Regions from separate parts of the Triticum aestivum genome. Here region 2 is linked to region 1. A link is a contact called in public HiCAR-type data. All regions are on one chromosome and are shown on one strand. Each heading gives the region's core, a stretch centred on a gene start, on an enhancer-like site or on the middle of the called end of the contact. The rest is flanking DNA. Distances are from core to core; before and after follow the strand shown. Region 1 holds the start of LOC123069767 (putative receptor-like protein kinase At4g00960). Region 2 holds the start of LOC123182572 (cysteine-rich receptor-like protein kinase 6).

Region 1 (5,840 bases), core at 1,925-4,424:
AAGGCCGTGATTACAAGATTTGCAATGAAGACGTAAACCTGATCCGGCCTACTGGCCTCCATTATGACAAACATGACATGGCCGCTTCAAGAATCCGGATCGTATATCACCTAGGATATGGCTCAGTAATCGTAACCTCATTCCAAGATACGTCATCTTCCGGTACTAAATCAGGTCGGACATGCATGTAGCGGCGTTGCCCATATCGTGGAGAAGCTGGAGATGGTGATTCTGTCCCAAAGAAGAATGCAGGCTGTGCCGGTGGCTGAAGCTCCATGGTGTCCCTTGTTAACATGAAAATGACGGTTGATATTTGAGGCCTGTCATCAGGGTCCGGTTGGACACACAGCAGCCCGATGTGGATGCACCGTAGCGCTTGGCTTCGAGGGTATCCAATGAGTGATTCGTCCATCATTTGTGATATTGTTCCTTTTCTCCAATAATTCCACACCTGGTAGATGGTTAACATGGATGATGCTTTTAGATACAATAATATAAATGTTACAGTGTTCAAAGACACTAAAAACTGATGAAAATAAAGTAAATCCAGCACTTACATCACTAATGAGATTCACGGTATCCCCATAATCCGAACTGCAGTTCCTTCTCCTGGTTATAATTTCGAGGACTAGTACACCAAAACTGAAAATATCAATCTTGGGTGACACACTTCCGTGTACTGCGTACTCTGGTGCCATATAACCGCTGCAGAGGATGAGCAATTAGGCTTGGAAACGCACCTTCACTAAGTGAAATACTTCATAGTTAAAAGTATCCTTTTTGTTCATGCAAACTTCAATATACGCATTTGACTTACAGTGTTCCGGCAGCTCTAGTGGTTTGAGTATGAGTGTGACCTTCTTGTAGCAGCCTTGCCAATCCAAAATCTGCGATTTTAGGATCCATTTCCTCGTCAAGAAGAATATTATTCGCTTTAAGGTCCCTGTGGATTATCCTTGGGCTCGAGTCCTCGTGAAGATACAGTATTCCCTTGGCAGTTCCAAGAATGATGTTGTACTGTTGCTCCCAGTTTAGAGTATTTTCCTCACTGGTATCTGTTGCCGAAAAGAATGATGTTCAACTTACATTAGATGGCCCCGAAAGATAAATAAGGAACAATCAAAATACTCACTTGCCTGAAGAAGTTTAGAAGAAGAAAAAAAGCAGAATATCAATCTTGGTTGTGTAACTAATTTGCTGGAAATACTACAGTAGTGATTTTTTTCAATAAAATACATGTTCATTCTTGATACAACCGAGTGAATAGCTCGACGCAGAGTAGTGAACGGAGAGGAAAATAAATACCGAAAAGAAAGTTGTCGAGGCTCCCATTCTTGATATATTCGTAGACGAGCAACGTATCATTCTGATGCGAGCAAAACCCCTGTAATCTGACAAGATTCTTGTGCTGAAGCTCTGCCAATAGAACCACCTCATTGCGCAACTGATGCAAACCATGCTCAGTTGCTCCCAAAAGCTTCTTAACTGCTATTTCTTGCCCATCCGGCAGTGTTCCCTGAAACATGCAAATTGTTTTTCAGACAAAGCCCGATAGAGTGATACATCGACTCCTTTTGCACTCGCTTTCTTGCTTGTTTTCTTACCTTGTATACAATTCCATAACCACCTTCTCCAAGCTTATTCGCCTCTGAAAAGTTTCCGGTTGCCTCTTGCAGTGCCAGCAAATCAAAGATCAAGGCTCTCGCCATTTTCTTGAATGCTAGTGTCATATGAAAAGCAAGAATGTTATCAGTAAACAACAAGTCCGGCTCTTGAACAGAAGACATGCTAGATGCAAGATTCTACTCACGATTATCGTCCTCGGCGGCCTTAATTTTTCTCTTGAAGCGGATGAAAGCGAAAACTGATAGTAGAATCAATAACAAGACAACAGAAGAAGCAATGCCTGCATAGATTCCTGTTGCACTCCTTGTGTTTCCTGAATGATGATAAAAGTAGAAGATAAATGCCTTGCTCAGATAAGAAGGGGAACTGAAAGTGTGCTAGCTACTCCCTCGGTTCCAAAATAGTACTCCCTCCATTCCAAAATACTTGTCGTGCTTTTAGTACAAATTTGACCTAAAACCACAACAAGTATTTTGGAACGGAGGGAGTAGACACTAAAGTTAGTACAAAGTTGAGTCATCTATTTTGAAACGGAGGGAGTAGCTGCTACTGCTAGTACTACCTGCGCCATGCTCGGGAGTGACAGAAGGAGATGGCGGTGGCGGGGCCGGAACCTGAAGCATCGCCTGGCCGTCGTAGATCGGCCGCACGCCATACCTCAGGATGCACCACGCGGAGCCAGCCTCGATCCATCCGGGGTTAGTGCCCATGTAGGGTGCTGTCTCATCTTGGAGTCTCCGGAGGCAGCCGTCGCACTGCGCCGGCGCCAGGTTGGGCATGCACTGCGCGAGGCCGTATACCTTGGGGTTGAAGGCCTCCTCGCCGGTGGCGAAGTACTTGCTTCTCATGGTCGAATTGCTGCTCGCCGCCGGCGACGGGGACGACACCGCGTGGTTGACCACGGCGGTGAGGATCGCACTGACCGCGGCGCCGAACCAGGCGGCCGAAACCGTGACGCTGGCCCGATCCGCGACAACGGAGAAAGTGATCTCACGGACCTGCCACTGGTCCGCGCCGAGGAAATCGAGGAATCGCTGGACGGAGAAGCGCAGGACGCAGCCGTCCTCGTACATGGCGGCGCCCGTGTCGCCGGGGCAGCTTGCCTGCGCGTCGCCGAACGCCTTGGCCACGCACGCGCGGCAGGACGAGGCGTTCGTGCCGCCCCGGCAGAGGGCCATGCCGTAGACCAGGCCGGGCGCCGTGCCGACGACGGCGGTGGCGAAGCCGTTTGGGGAGGTGGAGGCGTTGCCGGGGAGTCCCGCGGCGAGCAGCTTCAGGGTCGAGGGAAAGGTGCTGCTGGACGTTTGGGGGTTGCCGTCGCACTCCATTGAGGCCGACTCAGCCGGCGCCAGCAGGTGGGCCGCGATGATCATGGGGAGAACGGCGTAGCCGCCGGGGAGCATCACCGTGGAAGCGCGTGGGGGGAGACCGGTGGACCGGCTCGCTTTTCTTTGGCACGACGACAGAGCGGGGACGGCGACGGCGACGCACCATTTGTCATATTTTTTTCCACGAGTACGAGTGGGTGCGCAAGTGGCAATCCAAAGGAGTCAAAGTTGATTGGCCGCCCGCAGGCCGCAATTTTGGGTGTGTGGTATCATGACTGGCAAGTGGACGAGTCATCAGCCCTATCCAACAGGGCATCAGGAGTGCGCACAAGATTGGGACCCGCATGACAGCTCTCGTCAGTGTGGCCAACCCGTCCCTGCCGGCGCCGATGTCGGCGCCTCATCACGGTGTCCTATCTCCCTCGTCACTCCGAGAGAGAAAGCCATGGCATGTCCTGATCCCCCCCTCTACCGACGGAAGATCACGTAGAGGGGGATCTAGATTGAGATCAAATCCAGGGGCATGGGCGATTCAAACCAATGCGGCGGGTCACGTGGGGGAGCGGCTTGCCGGGATCCGTCACATGCAGATGTGGGAGGATCAGGCAGTTGGTACATGAGACGAGGGCCCGAGCCAGGCAAACAGGAGGCGAGCGGGCCCCTTTGCATGTCGTCGACGCCGCCGCTGGTTCCCTCTGCCTTCGTCGGCCGCTCTGGCGGTCGGAGGGAGGGGGAACCTCAGATCTATGGGTCGCGTGTGTTCTCAGTTTGGTTAGGGTTGAGGGAGTTGCTGAAGCCATCATGGCGTCGTGCCTGAATAAGTTTTCCTATGCTCCATTCGTAGTCAGACGGGGCTCTTGCCTTGGTCTAGGAGCCAATGGGGTGGGGGATCCCCGGAACTCGTTGAGGTTGCGGGCTATGGTGTCTGAAGATCGACCGACACTAGTTGGGTTGGTCATCGGATGGGATGTGGTTGTGTGGAAATGGAGATTATTATTCCTCCTCGCCGGTATGATTTTTTTTGATGTTGTTCTCCCTCCTTCGTATTTCTGCTAGAGGGATGTCCTGTTTGGCCTGGGCGATTGGCCCTGCCGCGGCGCCGGAACCAGATCCTAGTTCACTTTCATATGGAAGGGGTACATCTAGCGGTACTCAAAGCCACATATGGTGAAGGCTGTTGCATGCGTGTTGGCTGCACTTTTGTGTCCTTGTCTTTTCGGCGTCAGAGCAAAAAAAGGAGGACCAGCGTGGCGGCAATTATGTTGTGGTTGAAGATGATGACTTGCTTGGGTATGGGTGTAGATTCTTGTGTTGCAGGTTTGTTCTCACAAGGTTCATGGTTGATGACACATAAACATCTTCGTGTTTCACTGGTTGTTTTAGTGCTCTTTATTATTCTGTTAGGGTGTCCTTGTGCAGGTTAAGAACTTTGTATTATTTCCTGATTTGAATACAAGCATACTTTCTACAAAAAAAAAGATGGGGGAGGACTGGCAGGCTACATTGCGCATATAGTTCAAAATGAATGACGGATACTGCCCTGATACTTTGATACTGCCTCGATACAGTTCGACACGTATTCCTTGATTTGCATTTTTTAATAAACTAATATTTGATACACGTGGGATACTGCTGTGACACATTTTTGATAAGGAAAAGCATGATGTATCTAACTATTTCTTAATTTTATTTGTATTTACAACTAACTAACTTACTCTGTTTTGATGCCATATTTCCATTTAGAATCTCATATGATCAAAATGACACTTGGAGTATTAGCTGAAAGACTTCATCACTTGAATAAAAAAGATATGCTTCTCATCAAAACTCCTTATTTTCGCATTTTAAATGTTTTTTGTATGGTAATATGTGTCTCATTTATATCATAAACGTACCCATGTATCCTAATTTTTTTTAAAAAAAATTGACGTATCAGATGTGTCTTTGTATCACGTATCTGGTACGTATCTAATTAGGGTCTGTCTAGGACATATCTAGATGTGACATAGTTATGTCACATCTAAGCTGATGTCCACTCTGTTTGTGATTTATTTTTTTTGTCTTAGTTTTTTTTTGTTTCTTGTTGATGCATTTTATATTTGTGGGAGCTTAGATGTGACATCTTTAAAAACATCTAGATGTGAATTAGACAAACTGATCTAATTACCCATGCATCGTAGTTGGTAGTAACAAATCCCGCTATCATCGAGGGTATACCGGATTCGTCAAGCAAAACAAAGAGAGGTGGAGTACGAAGCCAAAGAGAGGGCAAATCTGGCGCTCTCTCGAACTATGGTGAAGGAGCGAGGGAGATTGTTTGCGAAGGGGCACCCATCCTTCGAGGAGACCTTGGTATGGGTGACGGCAGAACTAAAGTCATCGGTACCTCTGTCATGGGAGGGCATCACCATGCTCCACTTCGAGGGGAAGCATGAAGATCAACTTCTATGCCGGAAAGAAGTTGCCCTGAATCTAGTAAGTACCTCCCCCCTCATCTCCTTGCGTGCTCTTGGGAAGTGTGGAAATCTTGCGCTTGTTCCTGATGTGGTGTTGATTTTGTTAGAAAGACTCGTCCTTGTATTTTTGCACCCATTGTTTGGCTCCATCCTTTGCATGGAGCTCTGACTAGGAGGGAGTGGCGGAGCTTGGCCCAAATAGTTGGGCAGGACGACTGAAGGAAATAACTACCGAGCTTTTGTTCGATGGTCTAAAAGTGGGTATTCACTTATCACTCCATTAGTCTCCTTGAACTCAACTACTACTATAAACCAAAGTCATTGAGCACAAATGATCGAGATATTCATAGTTTTGTCTAGAGTTTTGCGACTCTTTCATGATGGTGTACGTGTCGATCTGCTCCATTTAATTATAGAGTTATATAGTGTT
Region 2 (5,840 bases), core at 2,151-4,650, 180 kb after region 1:
TTACCATGGGGTGTTCATGCGCCTCCTTCCCGCAAATATACCTCGATATCCATCTCGCTCCGACCAAGCCTCTCACCAATGTTTTCAACCCTCTCGTAGAGCATGCTACCAAACTTCTTACCGGCTGGCGGCCAAACTTCCCGATAAAGGTGATCGACTCATACTCATCTCCATGGTCCTGGATTCAATCCTCGCCTATTTCATGTCTGTCTTTCGCATCCCAAAGAAACCAATCAAAACTTCGGACTCTCTGAGAAGGGGGTTTTTTGGGCAGGAGAGGATGCCTGCTCAGGTGCTCAATGTCTTATTGCTTGGAAAAATGATTGTTTACCAAAAAAATCGGTGGTCTAGGGCTTAAAAACTTACATGTTCAAAACAACTTCCTTCTTATGAAATTTGCAGCTAAAGCTCTCTCCACCACCCAAACACCTTGGCTTGAGTGGCTTCATCTTCAACATACGAACGCCTTAGTATCCCCTCCACCACAAACCTCCTTTTAGTGCCGCACAATTTCATAGCAAATCACCACTCTCCAAAATATTTCCTTCGTGCTCACAAATAGCGGCTCACATACTTATTTTTGGCAAGATCATGGTGATGCATAGCAACGAGAGGGGAGAGTGTGATCCACGTACCCTCGTAGACCGACAGCGGAAGCGTTATGACAATGCGGTTGATGTAGTCGTACGTCTTCACGGCCCGATCGATCAAGCACCGAAACTACGGCACCTCCTAGTTCTAGCACACATTCAGCTCGATGACGATCCCCGGACTCCGATCCAGCAAAGTGTCGGGGAAGAGTTCCGTCAGCACGACGGCGTGGTGACAATCTTGATGTTCTATTGTCGCAGGGCTTCGCCTAAGCACCACTACAATATTATCGAGGACTATGGTGGAAGGGGGCACCGCACACGGCTAAGAGAACGATCTTGGAGATCAACTTGTGTGTCTAGGGGTGCCCCCTGCCCCCGTATATAAAGGAGCAAAGGGGGGTGCGGCCGGCCCTAGGAGGAGGCGCGCCGGAGGAGTCCTACTCCTACTGGGAGTAGGACTCCTAACCTTTCCCTAGTTGGATTAGGACTTGGGGGGAAGGAGGAGAGGGAAGAAAGGAAAGGGGGGGCGCCCCCCCCTCCTTGTCCAATTCGGACTTGGGGGGGGGGGGGGGGGGGCGCGCGGCAGCCCCTAGGCCTCTTCTCCTCTTCCTCCACTAGGCCCATTAAGGCCCATTAGGTTACCGGGGGGTTCCGGTAACCTCCCGGTACTCCGGTAAAATGCCGATTTCACCCGGAACACTTTCGATGTCCAAACATAGGCTTCCAATATATCAATATTTATGTCTCGACCATTTCGAGACTCCTCGTCATGTCCGTGATCACATCCGGGACTCCGAACAAACTTCGGTACATCAAAATATATAAACTCATAATGAATCTGTCATCGTAACGTTAAGCGTGCGGACCCTACGGGTTCGAGAACAATGTAGACATGACCGAGACATGTCTCCGGTCAATAACCAATAGCGGAACCTGGATGCTCATATTGGCTCCCACATATTCTACGAAGATCTTTTATCGTTCAGACCGCATAAAAACATACTTTGTTCCCTTTGTCATCGGTATGTTACTTGCCCGAGATTCGATCGTCGGTATCTCAATACCTAGTTCAATCTCGTTACCGGCAAGTCTCTTTACTCGTTTCGTAATACATCATCTCGCAACTAACTCATTAGTTGCAATGCTTGCAAGGCTTATGTGATGTGCATTACCGAGAGGGCCCAGAGATACCTCTCCGACAATCGGAGTGACAAATCCTAATCTCAAAATACGCCAACCCAACATGTACCTTTGGAGACACCTGTAGAGCTCCTTTATAATCATCCAGTTACGTTGTGACGTTTGGTAGCACACAAAGTGTTCCTCCGGCAAACGAGAGTTGCATAATCTCATAGTCATAGGAACATGTATAAGTCATGAAGAAAGCAATAGCAACATACTAAACGATCGGGTGCTAAGCTAATGGAATGGGTCATGTCAATCACATCATTCTCCTAATGATGTGATCCCATTAATCAAATGACAACACATGTCTATGGTTAGGAAACATAACCATCTTTGATTAACGAGCTAGTCAAGTAGAGGCACACTAGTGACGTTTTAGTTTGTCTATGTATTCACACAAGTATTATGTTTCCGGATAATACAATTCTAGCATGAGTAATAAACATTTATCATGATATAAGGAAATAAAATAATAACTTTATTATTGCCTCTAGCGCATATTTCCTTCATTCCCCCACCTATTTTCACACTCCACCTTACAGCTAGTTAAAGTGGCTAACATTTTGCGTTTCGGTATTAAGGCTAACCTCCGTAATCGCCTCTCCCTCACGGCAGAACAAGAGCTTGTGTCGCTTTTGGCTATTTTGCAGGATTTCGTGCCATCGGCGGGGGAAGATCAACAGTTCCTACGACAAGTCATTTGCTTCTCCACCAAGCATGCATATGGTGTCCTCATGGCTCGGCCAGAGACCGATCTCATGGCCCCTCTCATATGGAGTGCCAAGGTTCCTCGGAAACTCAAAGTATTCGCATGATTACTCTTCAAAGACCGTCTCAACACTAGTGTTAACCTTGCATGCAAGCATATCATCGACTCAGACATGTGCCCTCGATGTGCTACGACAACCGAAGACTCCAACCACCTCTTCATCACATGCCCTCTTGCCAATAGGATTTGGCAACGGCTGGGGCTCCTACCACCTTCCAGCGACATCACATATCTCTGGGACGTCTCTACCCCTCCTCACCTCCCAACCACAGCATGGCCTTCAGTCCTGTTGGCTTTGCTTTGGATGACTTGGACAACACGTAATGACATGGTTTTTAGGTCAATAGACCAAAGGTCTGTAATAACCTTGAGGAACCTTATTTCTGCTTTGGGCCTATGGTCACATCGTCTTGTGAGTTCACAAGACAAGGAGGACATCCTTTCGTGGCGTTCCTACCTCTCTGCACGTTGCACCGTGCCTATGTAATTTTGTACTCACTGCCACGGCAGCCCCTTGAGTAATATATTCAGGTGGGGAGCTCCCCCCCCCACCCCCCACCCCCCCCCCCCCCCCCCCCCCCCGCCCCCGGTTGATTCTCATTTTTTTAGCTAAATGGGTTAAAAACCAGCAAAACTTTCGCTAAATGGAATAGTTTTAGTTAAGTTAAAAACTGTTAAATGAGATGATTTGTGTAAAAGATGTTAAAGGAAGGGAAATTAAACGTCAAGCAGCTACATGTAAACGTTGAGAAATTAAACACGACCCTCCCTAGTTGCACCGAGTGGATGGCGACTTCCAATTGCCATGGTCGGCAATTTGCTATTAATTTTCCCCGTTTCCAAAAGCTACCTTTGCTCGTCCACCGTGCTGCTCTGCTCAATGGCGGCCCACCATGTCGCCTTGTCTGTTCTCATCCTTGTCGTCCCCCTGCTCGCGCCCAGCGGCCTCGTCGCAACAGAGCCGTGGCCACTGTGCGGCGACAGCCGCGAATACAACGACAAGAGCCAGTACCAGGCCAACCTCAACCTCGTCGCCGCCGCGCTCCCCACGAACGCCTCGGCGTCGCCCAACCTCTTCGCCACCGCCGAGGCCGGGGCCGTCCCGGAGAAGGTCACGGCTCTCGCGCTCTGCCGCGGCGACGCCAGCTCCAGGGCCTGCTCCAGCTGCCTCGTCAACGCCTTCGCCAACCTCCCGAACGTGTGCCCCGGCTCCAAGGAAGCTGTCATCTACTACGACGCCTGCATGCTCCGCTACTCCGACGTGCAGTTCCTCTCCGCCGACGACTCTGAGCCCCTGGGCGTGGAGCTCACCTACACGGTCCGCAACGACGCCAACGCCACGTCGGAGCCGGGCCGGTACCAGCGCGCCGTGGCCACGCTCATGAACGCCACCGCGGACTACGCCGCGTACAACTCCACGCGCCGGTACGCCACCGGCCAAGCCGACCTCGACCGGGAGTTCCCCAAGGTGTACAGCTGGGCGCAGTGCACCCCCGACCTGACGCCCGGCCGGTGCCGGGACTGCCTCGCTCAGTTGATCGCGCAGTTGCCGGTGCAGTTCACGGATAGTATCGGGGGCAGGCTTCTTGGTCCCCGATGCAGCTTCGAGTACGAGACCAAGCCCTTCATCAATGGCCCGGTGATGGTGCAGCTGCCAGCAACGTCCGCGAGCTCTGGAGCGCCGGGGCCGGCCGTGGCTCCTACATCGGCGACAGCAGAGGGTGAGCTCTTAACTTTCAGTAAAGTATATGGACATTTCCTCTGCTCATTGCTCTGCTTCCCTCTATATATATTTAGGCGTACAAAAATTCCTGAAAATTGTTATATTCAAACTCTAAAGAATCAACCAATGTCCATTTCCCTCCAACCATTTCAAATCGTGCAGGGTGTAATCTTGTGATATTTCAGTTCATGTCTGCTACACTCGTCTGACATAACACGAGTCATCTCAAATTGTACAGGGAGAAAGTACAGTGTTCCTGGCATGGTTCTTATCATTCTCTTGCCTACAATAGCAGCCATAAACCTCATTGTTTGGCTCTTTTCATGGAGGAGGAGGAGGCAGGCACTTGCAAAGGCAAAGCAACCAGGTATGTATGTCATTTTGTCACTCAAAATTCCCCAGCTACAGTGTCAGTGCCTAAAATGAAACAATTTATGCACTTGTGTCATGTATTCACGATGGCGTCTCTATTCAAACAGATCCAAATTATTCCACTGATGAAGCAGAGGACATGGAAAGTGTGGAGTCAATGTTAATTGACATTTCAACTTTGCGGGCTGCAACCGAGGATTTTGCAGAAAGCAACAAACTCGGCAAGGGTGGATTTGGCCCGGTGTACAAGGTAATGAGCTAACCTGTCTTGAAGCAAGTAGGCACAACACTGGAAAACTGGTGGTTGAGCAAAACTTTCATACAATTTTCAGGGTACTCTCCTAAACGGCGATGAGATCGCAGTCAAGAGAATGTCCAAGAGCTCAACACAAGGAGTGGAGGAGCTCAAGAATGAGCTCGCCTTAGTTGCAAAGCTGAAGCACAAGAATCTTGTTAGACTTGTCGGTGTCTGCTTGGAGCAACAAGAGAGGCTACTCATCTATGAGTTTGTTCCTAACCGAAGCCTCGACCTGATCCTTTTCGGTAACTAGTTGAGCGATGATTCCATTGTCTGTTTTCTCCGCGCATTGAAATAATAGTGTAACATCGCATAGATCTTATACCATTTTCTAATTCTTCTGATGGAAAAGCAGACGAAGCGAAACGTCAAAAACTAGATTGGGAAACGAGGTTCAAGATCATAAATGGAGTGGCTCGAGGCCTGCAATACCTCCATGAAGACTCTCAGCTCAAAGTAATCCATCGTGACCTCAAAGCGAGCAACGTCTTGCTGGACATGAACATGAACCCGAAAATCTCGGATTTTGGCCTTGCCAAGATTTTCGGGAGAGACCAGACCCAGGGTGTGACGAACCGCGTCATCGGCACATAGTAAGTAGTAGCATGATAGACCGTAAGTTTCCAGCAGGAGGTAACTAACTAACTATGAACTCTTGTTGTTAATTCAGTGGATACATGGCGCCAGAGTACGTGATGCGTGGGAACTACTCGGTGAAATCAGACGCTTTCAGCTTTGGCGTTTTGGTCCTGGAGATCATGACAGGAAAGAAGAACAGTGACTGCTACAACTCCCAGCAATCTCAGGATCTCTTGACCACAGTATGAGCTTGTTATTTGAACATCTGGCTAACATGCAGCGCATCTTGGCTCATCGATGTTACACAATTGTGCAGGTATG

The links. HiCAR-type assays count read pairs that join an accessible place to other places.
Region 2: a HiCAR-type map of leaf shows a contact between it and region 1, with 4 times the contacts expected there. The contact joins the promoter of LOC123182572 here to the promoter of LOC123069767 in region 1. A contact is called at or near these places in 1 of 5 Hi-C or Micro-C datasets (leaf) and 1 of 1 datasets of contacts at active chromatin or transcription factors (leaf).

Annotation. Positions count from the first base shown.
Region 1 is chr1A:581,762,938-581,768,777 of IWGSC CS RefSeq v2.1, forward strand. LOC123069767 (putative receptor-like protein kinase At4g00960) reads right to left here and starts at 3,175. Exons shown (of 7, transcript XM_044492709.1): 1 at 2,189-3,175; 2 at 1,811-1,939; 3 at 1,605-1,720; 4 at 1,306-1,516; 5 at 818-1,055; 6 at 558-705; 7 at 1-451. The coding sequence starts at 3,029. The coding sequence ends at 107.
Region 2 is chr1A:581,940,471-581,946,310 of IWGSC CS RefSeq v2.1, forward strand. LOC123182572 (cysteine-rich receptor-like protein kinase 6) reads left to right here and starts at 3,401. Exons shown (of 7, transcript XM_044595208.1): 1 at 3,401-4,268; 2 at 4,509-4,637; 3 at 4,750-4,892; 4 at 4,975-5,185; 5 at 5,296-5,533; 6 at 5,611-5,761; 7 at 5,836-5,840. The coding sequence starts at 3,428.